Linked DNA regions of Aedes albopictus: region 1 is linked to region 2. A link is a contact called in public Hi-C data. All regions are on one chromosome and are shown on one strand. The core of a region is the stretch at or near the end of the contact, and the rest is flanking DNA. Distances in the headings are between cores, read along the strand shown.

What was found. A called contact is a pair of places that touch in the nucleus more often than the background predicts.
Region 1: a contact with region 2 is called in a Hi-C map of whole body, with 5 times the contacts expected there. The contact joins the promoter of LOC115270379 here to the promoter of LOC109403072 in region 2. A contact is called at or near these places in 2 of 3 Hi-C or Micro-C datasets (embryo and whole body).

The regions. Positions count from the first base shown.
Region 1 is chr2:324,183,313-324,190,344 of AalbF5, forward strand. LOC115270379 (LIM/homeobox protein Awh-like) reads right to left here and starts at 2,413. Exons shown (of 6, transcript XM_029879923.2): 1 at 2,028-2,413. The coding sequence starts at 2,057.
Region 2 is chr2:323,802,105-323,809,086 of AalbF5, forward strand. It overlaps LOC109403072 (LIM/homeobox protein Awh), which reads right to left and starts at 4,793. Exons shown (of 6, transcript XM_029879926.2): 1 at 4,305-4,793. The coding sequence starts at 4,310. All of the region lies in intron 1 of LOC134288239, which reads left to right.

The sequences.
Region 1 (7,032 bases), core at 1,163-3,662, 380 kb after region 2:
AAATTTTGATTTGAATATTGTTTGTGGTCATCCTAAATCGATTTAAACATGTTTTGAAAGGTAATTCTTTTAAATTTGCAATTTTGTGAATTTTTGTATTTGATTATTTACATTTTTGAACCTCCTATGGGGTCAATAAGGGAATAATATCTCGTGTTTAATTTCATTTGAAAACGACAAACACAAATGTAGACTTGGATGGTTCAAAAATGTTGAATATCCCAAGAACTCAAAAGAAACCTATCGGAAAATCTCAAATTCGAACTTGTAGTAACCTCAACTATCATTAGGCAACGGAATATGCAAACTCTGATTGAAATACTCCGTTAAGAAGAAAGTTATGGGGGTGCGAATCGTATTTGGCCTTTTTTTTGCCCGACTTGACCCAGTGACCCACTGGCCTTACTCCGTCCAAAAGTCCAAGAAAATGTTGATCCCATATATTTCCAAAATTAAAGTGTTGTGCAAGTTTGTGTTCAAAATTTGGTTAAATTCTGTTAAGAAATAGGCTGTTAGCGATTGTTTGAACTTTTATTTTTTACCTGGGGTTTAACGGGTTAAAACGAAAACATTTTGAGATTTTATGATTATTGTTAAAACATATTTTTTTTTATTTTATAGAAAGGTTCAACTTTCCGTGTAATTTTAATCAAAATATTGTTAAAGTGCATTCAACTTCCTTAAACTTAGTAGAACGATCGAGATTTTATTTTAATATGTTAATTTTTGCGATTCGATACAAAAATAGAATAGCATCTGAAAGATGACCAAACAACAATTTTTCAATGATTTAAAAAAATAAATACGCTTAAAAATACACCAACAACCATTTTAAAATATACAGAACAGCCCTAAATATCAGCCAATAATATACAAGTTTTCATTGCCCCGGAAAGAAAAAATACCAGAATGCTCAAATTATACCCTGTCTTAAAGCGGGGTTGGGATTAAAGGGTTAAAGACATGCATCGTCTTTGAAGATTTCAAAATATAATATAAATACTAGATAGGGTATCTGGATGCTTCGTTGGCATAGTCCCCTCGTTCGGCCTATCTCAATGTAAACCAAAAACTCAAACAAACACGCATAACTGAATATCGGAAAAGCTATGCGCCAAACAACTGTAACATTTCGTTTCAATTTTAGCACTTTGGAGCATTAAAATTGAATAAAAATGTCACTTTGTTTAGCTTTTGTAGACGCCATGATTCTTCGGCTTAGTGGGTAGTCTATACACATGATCATAAATGGCATGATTCTGGAACATTTCGAATTGACTTTTCAATAACTGAACATTTGATGCGACGGTCAAAGACGCTATTTTGAACTTGTGTATTTGATTTCAACGAATAATAACTATTTTACAAATTGAATGTGGGCCGAATATTGAGGACATTTTTTTCACTATGTACCCAAATCTTGGCCCATCAGTAAAGTGACGACAAAAACAGCGATAAAAAGACGTCAACGACATTTCTTGTGTAAGAACCAGAAAGAACGAACAGGAAGAAAGATTTTGTGTGCGGCGACTGTAAAAATATAACACAATAATAGGTTTGCGTTGTTTTCGTTACTAAATTAAGAAAGAACTTTAGTTAAAGTGATTTATTTATAGTTTTTTTGAAAATTTGGCTAAGAAAATATAATTTTAAAGCAAGATTGGTGAACAAGCAGAGATAATGCTTTAGCAGAAATATTGAAAAAAAAATAGATAATTAGTGTTTCTAGTGCATGGAAAGCAATAGGCCAACGTTGTATCCACTAATAGGCCAATTTTTGTACCATAGACCGACGTTGCATACCATCGCATCGAACCTTTTCAGCTTAATTAAGTAAATTCTTGAATATTTACGTAAGTTTGCTTCCAATTGGTGAAACATGCATTGCCTAGAGTGTGTAATAGGGTCAACATAATATTTCTATTGCTATTAATTCATGAGTTATGGTCAAAATTGTCAAGGCGGCTTGCAAGTTAGGCCAAGGAATGGTATATGTACCCTATGTATACTATAATCAGAAAACATACCTTCAATTGCTCTATTTTTATGGTATCCATTGCTGGTAGTATTACTTGTCCTTTTTTCACTAATTTAACTTAGATCACTGGCACTTATCCACAATCATCTGCCAAAAACACATAGCATGGACATACGCACTACGTAAATTTCATTCACGGTAAACATTATCCAAAACTTCTCTGTTGATAACCCACGCTTCTTAATCACCGAATACCTTGCTTCACCCTTTCACACTTCCTCGAAATGCGAAGATTCTCACGCCACTGCAGACGGCGAACACGGCCGCTTTCCGTTCCCACAGCTACCACCTTCCGTCGGCGCCAGTGTCCTCAACCGCGTCCACTCGGCCCGTAATTCTATGCGGGGCCCAAAAACAAAACCACGCGCGCTAATGACACATTCCACGCGTTACGTTTTGCGCGAGAATCAAACTTTTGCTTCCAAAAACTGTTATGTTGTTAAATACATGCTAACCAGCATATCAAACGATCAGATTTGAATGGAAGATGCATTTTGTGCCTTCTAGTTGGGAATTGGGCCTTTGTACTTCGAAAGAAATCAAGAAATACAGCGTAACGGGACACCATCGCAAAAAATGACGAATTTTGACCGAACGACAAGAAATTTGCTACTTTTTAGAAGTAGTTTTCAAAGTTTCAGGTACTATTCGAAGAATACAAGTAATTATCTTCATTTTAAAGCAAAAATAATCAAAATCGATAGCCAGAGCTCGGAAATATCGTTCAATGAAGTTCAAAAACCGCGGTGTAGAAGTGCGTGGAATGTGTCTAATGAAAAATCGGTTTCGCGTTGGACTTCTCCGGCTTCGACGACACGAACAAGAAAACACCGTCGCAATGCACGCGAAACAACTCAACTCGAAGAAACACCTGATCCCTTTCGATCAGATCGATACGAACGACTGGAAGCTGTGTGCCGGTTGGCAAATCTCGCGTTTTCTCCCGCCGCGACCAAGATCAGTACACGGTTGGTTACTCTCCGCGCGGCCGGTACCTCACTCAGCCTAAACATACACTGCATGCCCGCAAGCCGCTTATTTTCGCTTGCTCACCTACCTTACAGCATCCATCCGGTCCCACACACGGCACAACCGACGAACATCATAAAAGCATCCATTCATGAGTCTCCGACGGGCACTACCATCCATTCCCATGCCACACGTCTGCTTTCATTTTGAATCTACACGGCCCTCTTGAAACGAATTCTCTCTCGGGTTTCAAGTGAGAAATATCAGAGGTCTCGGAGTGGGAGCTTTCGAGAGCGAGACGATATTACCTCTCTCGAAATAGTACATAAGCCACCATGTGAATTGCAGAAGAAAATAAACTGCGTTCTTTATCCAGGGGGCGTGGCTTACAACCCCACCTTATCCCACATTTCTCCCTCTCTCGCATAACTTCAATATGTTATGCTCAGCTTCATGTTTAAGCATTTATTATGACTCGGACACAAAGCATAAAAGCACTGCAAAACAGATCGAAAGGAACAACATACACCAAGAGGGTGGTGAAAGGGGTACAAAAACTCTGAATCCTGTTGGGAGTACCTTTCCCTCCCCTACCCAACCAGCACTCTGGTCGTGTTTTATTTTTTGTTGTCACTGAAAGTTTGCCGTTTTATTGAGAGCAATCGAAATTGTATTACCATGCGAATGAATAATGACTTTATTGCTCACTCCATGCTATAACCTACAATTTTTACTATTATGTGCTACCGCTTCCAATCAGCCCGCAGTTGGTGGTGAATCGAATCTGGAAGCTTCGAACAACTTTAAAGTTGAGTAGACCTTTAATAAAGAATGGCAATTACACAGGAAATAGATCATAAACTTCAACATCATAATTACACTGGGACTGTAATCAATACTTAAAATCAAGATTGAAGATCAATATTTCTTTCTAATTACAAGGGTAATTATGAGTTAGAATGCCGGCTTCCAGGGTGGCCAAGTCTATCAGTTTGTCGTTTTACCTTAGGACGGAACAAATCTCATTTTCTTCTGGTGGGGGGGGGGGGGAGGGGGGTTGTATGATAAATAATAAATGTATTTGATGAAAAATTCCCCAAACAACTAGGCAACATCGTCAAACTCATCGGATTTGTTAAGAAATTTTCTCGACGACTTAAATTTCAGTTTAAAATTTATAAATTTCTTGAAAAATATATTTGTGTCCCCCTTCAAACTGTAGAAATTTCACAAAAATTGTCCGAGGGGGGGGGGTTGACATAAGAGAAAATCGAAATTTGTGTCAGCCTTATAGACGGAAGCCAAGAAACTATGGATTTTCTAAATACTCTTACCAATGCTGACAATTTTTCAGATTTCTAATTAGGCAGTAGCAACATTAAAAGAACACAGTGCTGCGAAGTGTCAGTATCAACCGACATTCGAAGTTGAAACTGAGATAGGTAACCACTCATTTTTCCATTTACCATCGGAATATCAATTGAATAGCCTCTGATCATTCAATTGACACAGCTTCAGCCTCAGTCAAGGCACATTATCATTCAATTGAGGCCCAGCTGGGAAGCAAAATTTGTGGTGTTGTAGAATTAAAGCTTTTACCTAGGCTTTTACCATCATTGATGACGTCAAACCCGACATCAACCTATCATTCACCTATTTTTACTTTGGCCACCAAACCCAACATAGACCCAATACTAGTTCGATGTTGGTTCAACAGTGGTCCAACACTTGATAAAAATTGACCCGACTTTAACCCGACATTCGATATTTTTTTCAGTCTGGCGGAATTTTCAAGGGTTTTTCGTGTTTTGTGCTCTGCTACTCATTCGAGTGACAATTTATTCAATTGACAAAGATTCGCTTCTCATTTGATAGGTGATCTGATTGAATGAAATCGTTTTGAACATGACTAGAAGTAAAAATTATTGAAAAGGTTTGTTGGTTAGTGTTCAAATGAATGAGATGATTTTTTGCAACACTGAAAGGACTGATCATTTTATAAAGAGGACAAGTTTTCAGGGCTATAAAAAAACGCGTTGATCAAATTTGAGCAGCCTTGGTTGGTTGTTCAGTACATTATATTAGCAGATAATAACCTTAATTAAATTGAGTTAAAATGGCTCAACATCATAGAAATGTGGCAAAGTGTAAGGAGAGGTCAGTTTTTCGATTCTCAAAAATTAAAGATAAAAACAAAATTACTGTAAAACATCGGTATATCGTTTTAAATTTCACAAAAGTGTTGATAGCATTGCTGGCTTGGTTACTGTGCTTCATGGCTGTTACCGGAGTCATAACAGCTTCGTTCTTTGAAGTTACATAGCGATGTAACGCATTGCAAATTTAACAGAACAATGCAAATAAAACTTTACATGTAGTTATTTTCAAATAAGGTGTATAATGGCATAGAATCAAGCCTTGTTGAAAAAAAAAAACAATACAGTTTCTCTAGGGTCGAAAGGTTGCAATAATGGAGCAAAAAGTATCCCATTTTTCACTATGACCATCATTATGGATTAAGTTAATGTTGAAGAATGCACTTAAGGCGAAACTGGATCCATTTCCTCACTTTTTGGTTTTTGATTTTTTATAAAATAACGAAGCAATATTTCCAAAATCGGTTTTCGTGCACATGTAGAGTATGGATCAAGGTATCTCCTGATTTTTTTTTTTTCAGATGGAAAATGTTTTTAGTTTTTGCAGAAACCATTTTTAAACAAAATTTCACAAAAAAATGATATCTGCAAAACAGAAAAACATGTTCCACCTGGAAAAAAATCAGGAGATACCTTGATCCATACTCTACAGGTGCACGAAAATATTGCTTCGTTATTTTATGAAAAATCAAAAACCAAAAAAATGAGAAAATGCTTCCAGTTTCGCCTTAAAGGCATATCTTTTTTTCTGTATAATTTTGAAGGCGGTTCTCTACTACACTGGACAAATTTTGAGCCGAATCTATAGTACTATTGCATCACTGGACCTAAATAAGTATGTTTTATCAATTTCTAAGAAAAGAAGGTAAGTCAGTATTTCAAGCTGGATGCTGCTTGGTGCACTATTGCTGACCAACTATTGAGCTATGTCCTTAGTGGAATAGTATTAGATTAGATTACAATACATTAAATTGTTTTTTTTTCAAATATGAATGTTAAGCATGTGGGAAGTTATGTCGAATCTTGAGAAATGGGTTTTCATTGAGGTTTAACGAAAACCGTTTCAGTTACATAAATAAAGAACATTTTGTATAATGTTATATTTTTTGCTACATTGTAGAATAGCTATTGGAAGCTATGCAAAAAAAAACTGATAATGACTTTTTTGAAAAATAAAAAAGATATCGCACAAACAAGGTGTCCTCTTTATAAAATGAACAGTCCTTACACGCAAAATAATTCGTTCTTGAAAACGTCAACATTCAGTCACGTTCTCCAGAACAGAGCAGAACTCAGTTTACGAAAATACACCATGAATAAAAATCACGGATTCGAGAACATAGTTCCGTAAACTAGAATGTAACGCTTGCGTAACGCACCGCTAGGAGCCAAGCAAATCCAAATAATCACGTAAACAAGAACTATGTTCTCGTTAATGAGATTCGTGTTCATGGTGATAGAAATTCAATTCACGAAAACTGGATATCAGTTCACGGTAATGGAACGACAACAGGAGCTTTTTTGAAAGAAATCAAAGCTGAATTTGCGACATTTTATGAAGCACTGCTAGCACACAGCGCAACATTGCTTTGTCTCAAGAGCAAGGATGGGAACACTCACTTGCAAAGAGTTACACTCACTTGCTATTTTCTCAACCCAGAAGCGTGAAATCAAAAAACAATGCATGGACGACTTTTGCCTTGTGGTTTTATCTAAAAGTTTGCTGAATAGAGAAGGGGTCAAACACGCATACCAAAGCCGTAACAGAGCTGTGAAAGCGACTCTCCACGAGGTGAGTGTAATTTACATTCATTTTGTGGAGAGTTGCCTTCGCAGCTCTGTCACAACTTTGGTATGGGTGTGCGACCC
Region 2 (6,982 bases), core at 3,543-6,042:
TGTGATGATTTATAAATTTCGAATGACAATTACATTTAATCAAATAGGTATTGTATTTGAAAACGTAATATTTTAAATAGTATACAGTAGAGTAATGTAGTAAAGTAATGATAATGATAATAGCTAGTCTGAAAGCTGCTTTGCGGTGATAAAGACTACAAAAATGACCTTCGAATAAGTATACTCAGTTTTATACCTTCTAACTCCGCCCTATTATCAGTTATCCAGTGGATAACTGACACTGAGGAAAATTACAGATGGTAGCCGAAATACGTGTATCTGTGAAAAGATAAGCAAAATAGGGCGGAATTAAAAGGAACAAAACTGATTCTACAAATTCGAAGAGGTTATTCTGCTTAGAAGTTTCGAAAAGTCGGTACAAGATTACACAAATGTGCTTAAATTTACTAATGGGAAAACATGATCATTACGCCATAAACGTCTCCTGACAGCTGATTGGCCGCAGAATATTTATTTTAAGTGTGATAAGATGCCATGGTAAAATTGAGCACATTAAATTGTGAAGTGAAACACGCAGACCGCTCGAATTCAATGGCTTTGCGTATTAGGTTTTATTTCGCAGAATAGTAATACTAATCACAAGCGGTTTTCATCGTATAACTATGATAAATGCGGAATTGCTGACCCGCATAAACGATAATCATAAGATGTGCTTAACCACCCATTCGGGATACGATCTGAACAGTATGTGGTATTGTTGAACTGTCTACAGTACTGTCCGTGTATTGTTGCCGTTTATTAGGGGACACAACGTGGACAAGTAATGCAAATAAAAAGACTCTAATACCGCAGCAAGTCTGTTTATATCGCATTTTATAGAGACATCTGCATATTTTGTGGGAGTAATTTATTCAATGAATTTGTACGGCTCATTGCAACTTGGGCTCTGCCCATAATCTATGTAGAGTATCTGTTCTGGTTTGTTTATTACTATCGTTTTTTTTTCAAGAAAATAAAATGGATGATAATAAAAAAAGGAATCAATAGGCGGCCATCTCAACCCAGTTCCCCTCTTTCTTCCACACAATATTTCCGAAACTTGAAGGGACATTAAACATTTCCTTCAGATGGTGGATTTATCAATAACTTTAAATCCCATCTATATATATAAAAATGCAGTGGCATACGTGGGACCGCGCATAACTTGAGAACGGATGGTCCAATTTTGGCCGTTGAAGTATTGTTCTGTTAGTTTTCACCCAAGGAAGGTTTATGAGGCAAATAACATGGGCAAATTGAGAGTTTTTGAAAATCGGGTTTTCTTGCATTTTGATCGGGGACTTGGGCTTGGCTAGAGACCTAGAGATTTGAAACGTCAAAAACGCAGTAGGCAAGACAAAGTTTGCCGGGGACAGCTAGTTTTGTATAAATGTATCAAATGTATTGATATTCTGAAAATGGCTTTTTATCTGCTTTAACTATGGACACTATAGATTCCATAGACTCGCGGAGGCGAAGAGAATTGTAGCCAAATGAACTGGTGACAAATATATCTAAAGGTCCAATCTGCAAAAGACAGGCTCTCTTTGATCCGATTCGCTTTAAATAATTACGATGTCACGGTGGACATTTTGACAATTTGGGATGTGTTGATTGGAAAAGGATTGTTTAATCTACCTTCCGACGCAAGAAGTAAATCAAAATTTTTAAAAACAAGCACGTTATAATCGAAAGAGAGGAGACTTAAAGAGAGCCTCTCATCTGCACTTAGGACCTATAGAAATGTTTGGCCTGACTGTCAGTTCAGGCGCACGGGACGACGTGTAATTTTTACTTCCTTCTCTTTCTAATATTTTGAAGATGAAGATGAAGTTCAAAACTTTAGTCGATTGTGCACCAGAAGTGAGCAGATACCCGGGTAGACGAGAATATCTAAATCATATCTCAAATCGAACAACTTTTGCTGTCACAGCTCGATGTGATTTTGATGTGATATTCAAAGATTCAATGAATATCGCACGAATAACTCAAAGTGATATGATATCAGTTTTTGTTCATGTCGAAATATCTGAAAATTTCTACATAAGAACAAATTTAGCTCTTCTGCATGAAATGGAATTCATACACCCATAGAGATGGCTCAATGTTAATGAAATGCCATGTGCCCCTTTCTGAGCTGTGGTAACGAAGAACCTCATGCTTTTATTCACATGGTATTCCCATGGTAGCCACAGCTGAGTGGTAGGCATCGGCGCCTGTAAATACCTAGGTCGATGCTGGATGTTGGATTTTTTTTTATGAAAATGGTCGACAAATCTTGTCTGCTATTGGCTTGATCTTGTAATATATTAACGACCTATTATTGAGCAATTCACCATACTAGATTTTGCTATTATTTCTTATATCAATCAAACCAATATCAGTTTTTGTTCTTCAGTAATAACTGATAACTGAATATGCTGTGCATTAGATTTTTTTCACCTACTCGGGTAAACGATCAAATTTCTGATCAATAATAGTAGAAGCTGAGATTTGCCTCTTTTTTAACAACAGAGCAATGGCGGAAGATTCAATCACCATCTTGTCCGGCCATAGCACCTGATATTCTTTTTAAATTTGCTTGTCACCATTTATCATGTATTAGGTACATGAATATCTTTATATTTTCCTTTTCTTGTAATTTTTGTCCACGTTTTAGTTGAAGCAAACCTAGATGTTCGGAGTTTATTGTAATATTCACGTAAATTGTACTCACTTATTCATATCACAGCACTCAAATGTTCTCATTTTTATGAACAAATCAACCAAAACTATGTTTGGTGCTGCTGATGCTGGTACACAATGCATAACGATTCTTAGTGAAAATATCTCATCAAAATCGTTAAAAAATGGCTGAGTACATAAATATTTCGTTTTTTTCTTTGGATATATGTAGGGCTTTACGCCCTTTAAAAGGGCCTAACTCAAAAATGGGCTCTACAATTTTTTTTAATATTTTGCCCATACATGCAGGATAGTCATAGAAAACGATGAACAAGTGATGTGTGGGCACGTTGTATTCGCGGCATTTCTGCAACACCTGGCGGATGGCGAACATCTGGTCCGTTGTAGCGCGTTCACTCATGAATCCAGCCTGATATTGCCCCACGAACTCTCTTGCAATCGGTGATAGGGCTGCAAAACGGTGATTGGATAAGGAGAGCGATACGGAGAGCCTCACAAATTCCTAGCGATAAAAAAGACCGACAGCTAAGAGTTGTGTGCTTAGCTGGTAGTGCAGCCTGGGCACTGTTGTCCTTCTGACTTCAGCTAGATTGAGGAGGTACGACCCGAGCGTCTGTTCACCAAGGAGGTACGGTCTGGCATCCAGCGGCTGAGTAAGAAACGCTGCACCACGCCCAGCTAGATCCAAGGTGGTAGTCCCATCAGCCTTGTCGTCCCAGTGTTGGTTGGGACGTTAAACAGAACTGGCACGATGGCCCTCCGGCGAGACAGGAGTGTTGGCGTATGCCTAATAGCCACCCGTAAAAATCCCCATTGCGAGAAACATAGGAGAAAATACGACTCGATACAAACGGCAAAGATCCACGCAATGAAATAAGGACTACGATTGGAATTTTCTATTCTTACCGATGTTCAATTGTAAGCTGATCAATCGCCCCAAAGTGGCATTTTCAAATGTTTGATTTTTTAAGTTTTTGGAAATATTGACACGATTTGGTTAAATTTTCACAAAGTTATTAAAATACGATCGAAATCGCCTTAAATATTTCTGAAGGACTGAAAACTAGCCATCAGTCATTATAAAATATTGCAATGCATATATGAAATCACTTGTAGCTTAAACATAATCTTTTGTCCAAAAGTTTAAAAAAAAATATGCTAGAAGAAAACTGGTTTTGATTTCGAAAAAAACGTGGGGGAGAACAAGGCTCCCCAGGGATCACGTCTCCTCAGTCTCCCATATTAGTTACATTTTTTTTAAATACAATTATTCACAAATTTGATAGATTTTTTGTATTTTCACAAAATAGTTTGAAAATTTTTGTTGTTTTGGTCACTTAAGCCAGAAAATTTATAACTTTTTTCAAGTTGGGACAAACTTATGTCGCATGTGTTGTTTTGTCGCAACAAATACAGGTTGCGACATTGTCATTATTGTTGCGCGATGGTTTAATTTTGATTCACTGAACACAGGTTTCCGTGGAATTCCGCCTAATTTTATAATTGGCAAAATCATTCCGTGTATGCATTGCATATACATTCTATGTAGCCACAACTAATCTTCATCTTATCTTCACAATATTTTCAAGATAAAAAAGCCGTCGGCATTCTTAACTTACCTTCATGTTAAATTTGCCTATCACTATTGCATGGATTCAATCCAGTTGCTTATTTTTCCTTCGTGTGCGTCCCCTATGATGATCCCTGAAGAATGCCGTTCCCACAAACAATGGGCTGCCAAATTCATTTGTTTATTGCACCGCATTCCGAATGTAATCCGTCACAACGTCTTCAGCGTTTTGTTTTTCACTTCAGGAGTACCCCATAAGCAATGCGGTTTTCTTGTTTTAATGATTTTTTGTTTGGGTAAACAATAAAATTCACCATCATATTACGAGATCACCAATTGCTAATTATTTTAACAATCGAACTATTTTTTTTATTTTATAGAACAACGCCGGTAAAGTAGACCATAATCGCGGGACCAAACACGCGATCAACTGAATTTCGAGAGCTTTTCGGCGTGAGAAAAACCAACACGTCTAATCGCGACCGTTATTCGTTCGGGACTGGTGCACCCGTCGATTGGTATGCATTGGAAGATTTCTCTCATTTTACTCCAGCAGCTTTTATCGATTTGTTATGAACCGGGTGCAACTATAGGCTCGCTCTGAAGATTCGATCTTGCGGTACCACTTCATATCATGTGTGAGATGCAAGCGAAAAGCTGAGGAAATAACAAGCTAGAGATCAGCTGGCTTCGGACTTTGTTTGTAGTTTCTGTTTAACATTTTTTGTATGATGCTTTTTATGTTTTTGTTTACTTCTATGCTTTGCTCAATTTTTCGAGAGCGAGATAATTTTATCATATTCTCTCATTGTTTCAAAGCTTTTGTGTACAAGTTCAGTCTGTTTCCCTTGTTTCTCTCAGGAGAATCCACGATGCTCGCAGAGAATCTTTTGTACATAACAGCAAGGCGTCATGGAAACTAGGAATGCTCCGCCTACTACGGGTTCGCATTATTCTTCTCCCATTGAACCCCTCACAACATCTTTCCGATATTTGAGCATTTATCTCTTCTGAAATCGCATAGGGGTTGAAATGGTTTATTTCTCTATTTAGTGCGATGATTGTATTTTCATAACAAGCATGTTTGAACTGAGCCAAAGGATGGCACTCGGGAGAGTCTAGAAATTTAATTTTATTTTAAAGATTCTGATTGCTTTTATGAACCATGTTTAAAGAGCCCGCAAGAGTCCGGAAAATGATGACGGAAAGTTTGTTGGCCGACTCCTGCGTATAAGAAGCCTCGTTACGAACCTGTGCGAACTGTCCAATAAATCATCCCAGAGAAGCATTTGGTCGTCGTCAGCCGGATGGCGCTATAAGTAAAAAGGTTGATGAATTTTTATGATTTACCATAAAGCTTAGCGAAACAAAACGGACACAATGTGCTAATGTGTCGAGGCTGTTTGGTGCCAGGCGTCTTTTCGATTTCAATTAGACACCCCGAAATCGTAAAACCGATTGTTTCTTCGTCCGTTTCATAATTGGGCTTTACTAGTTTCCTCTGCCAAAGGCTCATTAAGGGGGAATTTGAGACGTTTTTTATTAGAGCATTTAATCTTTGACGCAATAATCGACAGTGTATGTGCGTGGATGATTGTTTTAGCTGTTGAATCTAACACAAGATTGTAATCTTCGATCGAAGGTGAAGATATAATTATGACGCAAAATCAAAACCAGTCGGTGGGTGGGGTTGGTCATACTCATAGCAAATTGAGTGTCATTGAATTTTCTACCCTGATCTGACAGTTAAAGAGTTATTCACAAAATTATATCTTCAAGACCCCATGATTTTGAATAGGCATCGACCATTTATTACGTAACGATAAAATTGGGTTTTTCAAAACTTTTTAGGGATATCTACTTTATATCATAATCGGAATCTCCGTTCAAGCATTAGTTGAAATCCAAAATATGGCAATTTTAGGTGGCCGGGAACTATTTTTAAAGTACATTTAAAATTTGTATGGAGAAAACTTTTTGATCGGGCCCCGATTGAACTGTCATAAATTGTATCACGCTCACGAAGGGGGGATGGGGGCTTTTAGCAAAGTGTGACGACCCATAGACATTTTTTAGAGTTCTCATACAAAAATCACGAATTGATTCAACCTCAACGATTTTTAGCGCGAAACAACGAACAAGAATTTGAACTTGGAATGTATTAACCGTAGCCCATCAGGGTAAACTGGCACAACTAGCCAATGAGGCATGCCGTATGAAGCTTGAGCAGTGCTGAAAATTTCATTTCGTCATATCTAAATTCAATCACCTACAGCTCATTTTAGAAGCTGAACCTGAGAATATGGTATATGAAAAACTTGTGCGGCTAGACCAGTTCTGCAAGAAAGTCACGGAAAAACCGCTATTTTTTGAATGTTTAAGGTAAATGTCACGGCCTACCTTTGAAAAATGCCAAATTATATTCACCGTGAATATCATTTGCATTTTTCGAAGGTAGTCCGTGACATTTACGTTAAATATTCGAAAAATTTCGTTTTTTCCGTGACTTTCTTGCAGAACTGAGCTAGCCGCACAAGTTTTTCATATATCATATTCTCAGGTTCAGCTTCTAAAATGAGCTGTAGGTGATTGAATTTAGATATGACGAAATGAAATTTTCAGCACTGCTTGAGATCCTAGGACTGAGTGAAGTCCGTTGGCCGAACTTTATCAGGTATCAGAAGGCCGGCTCCAGAGGCACGTTATCCTCCATTTGGGACATTTGTG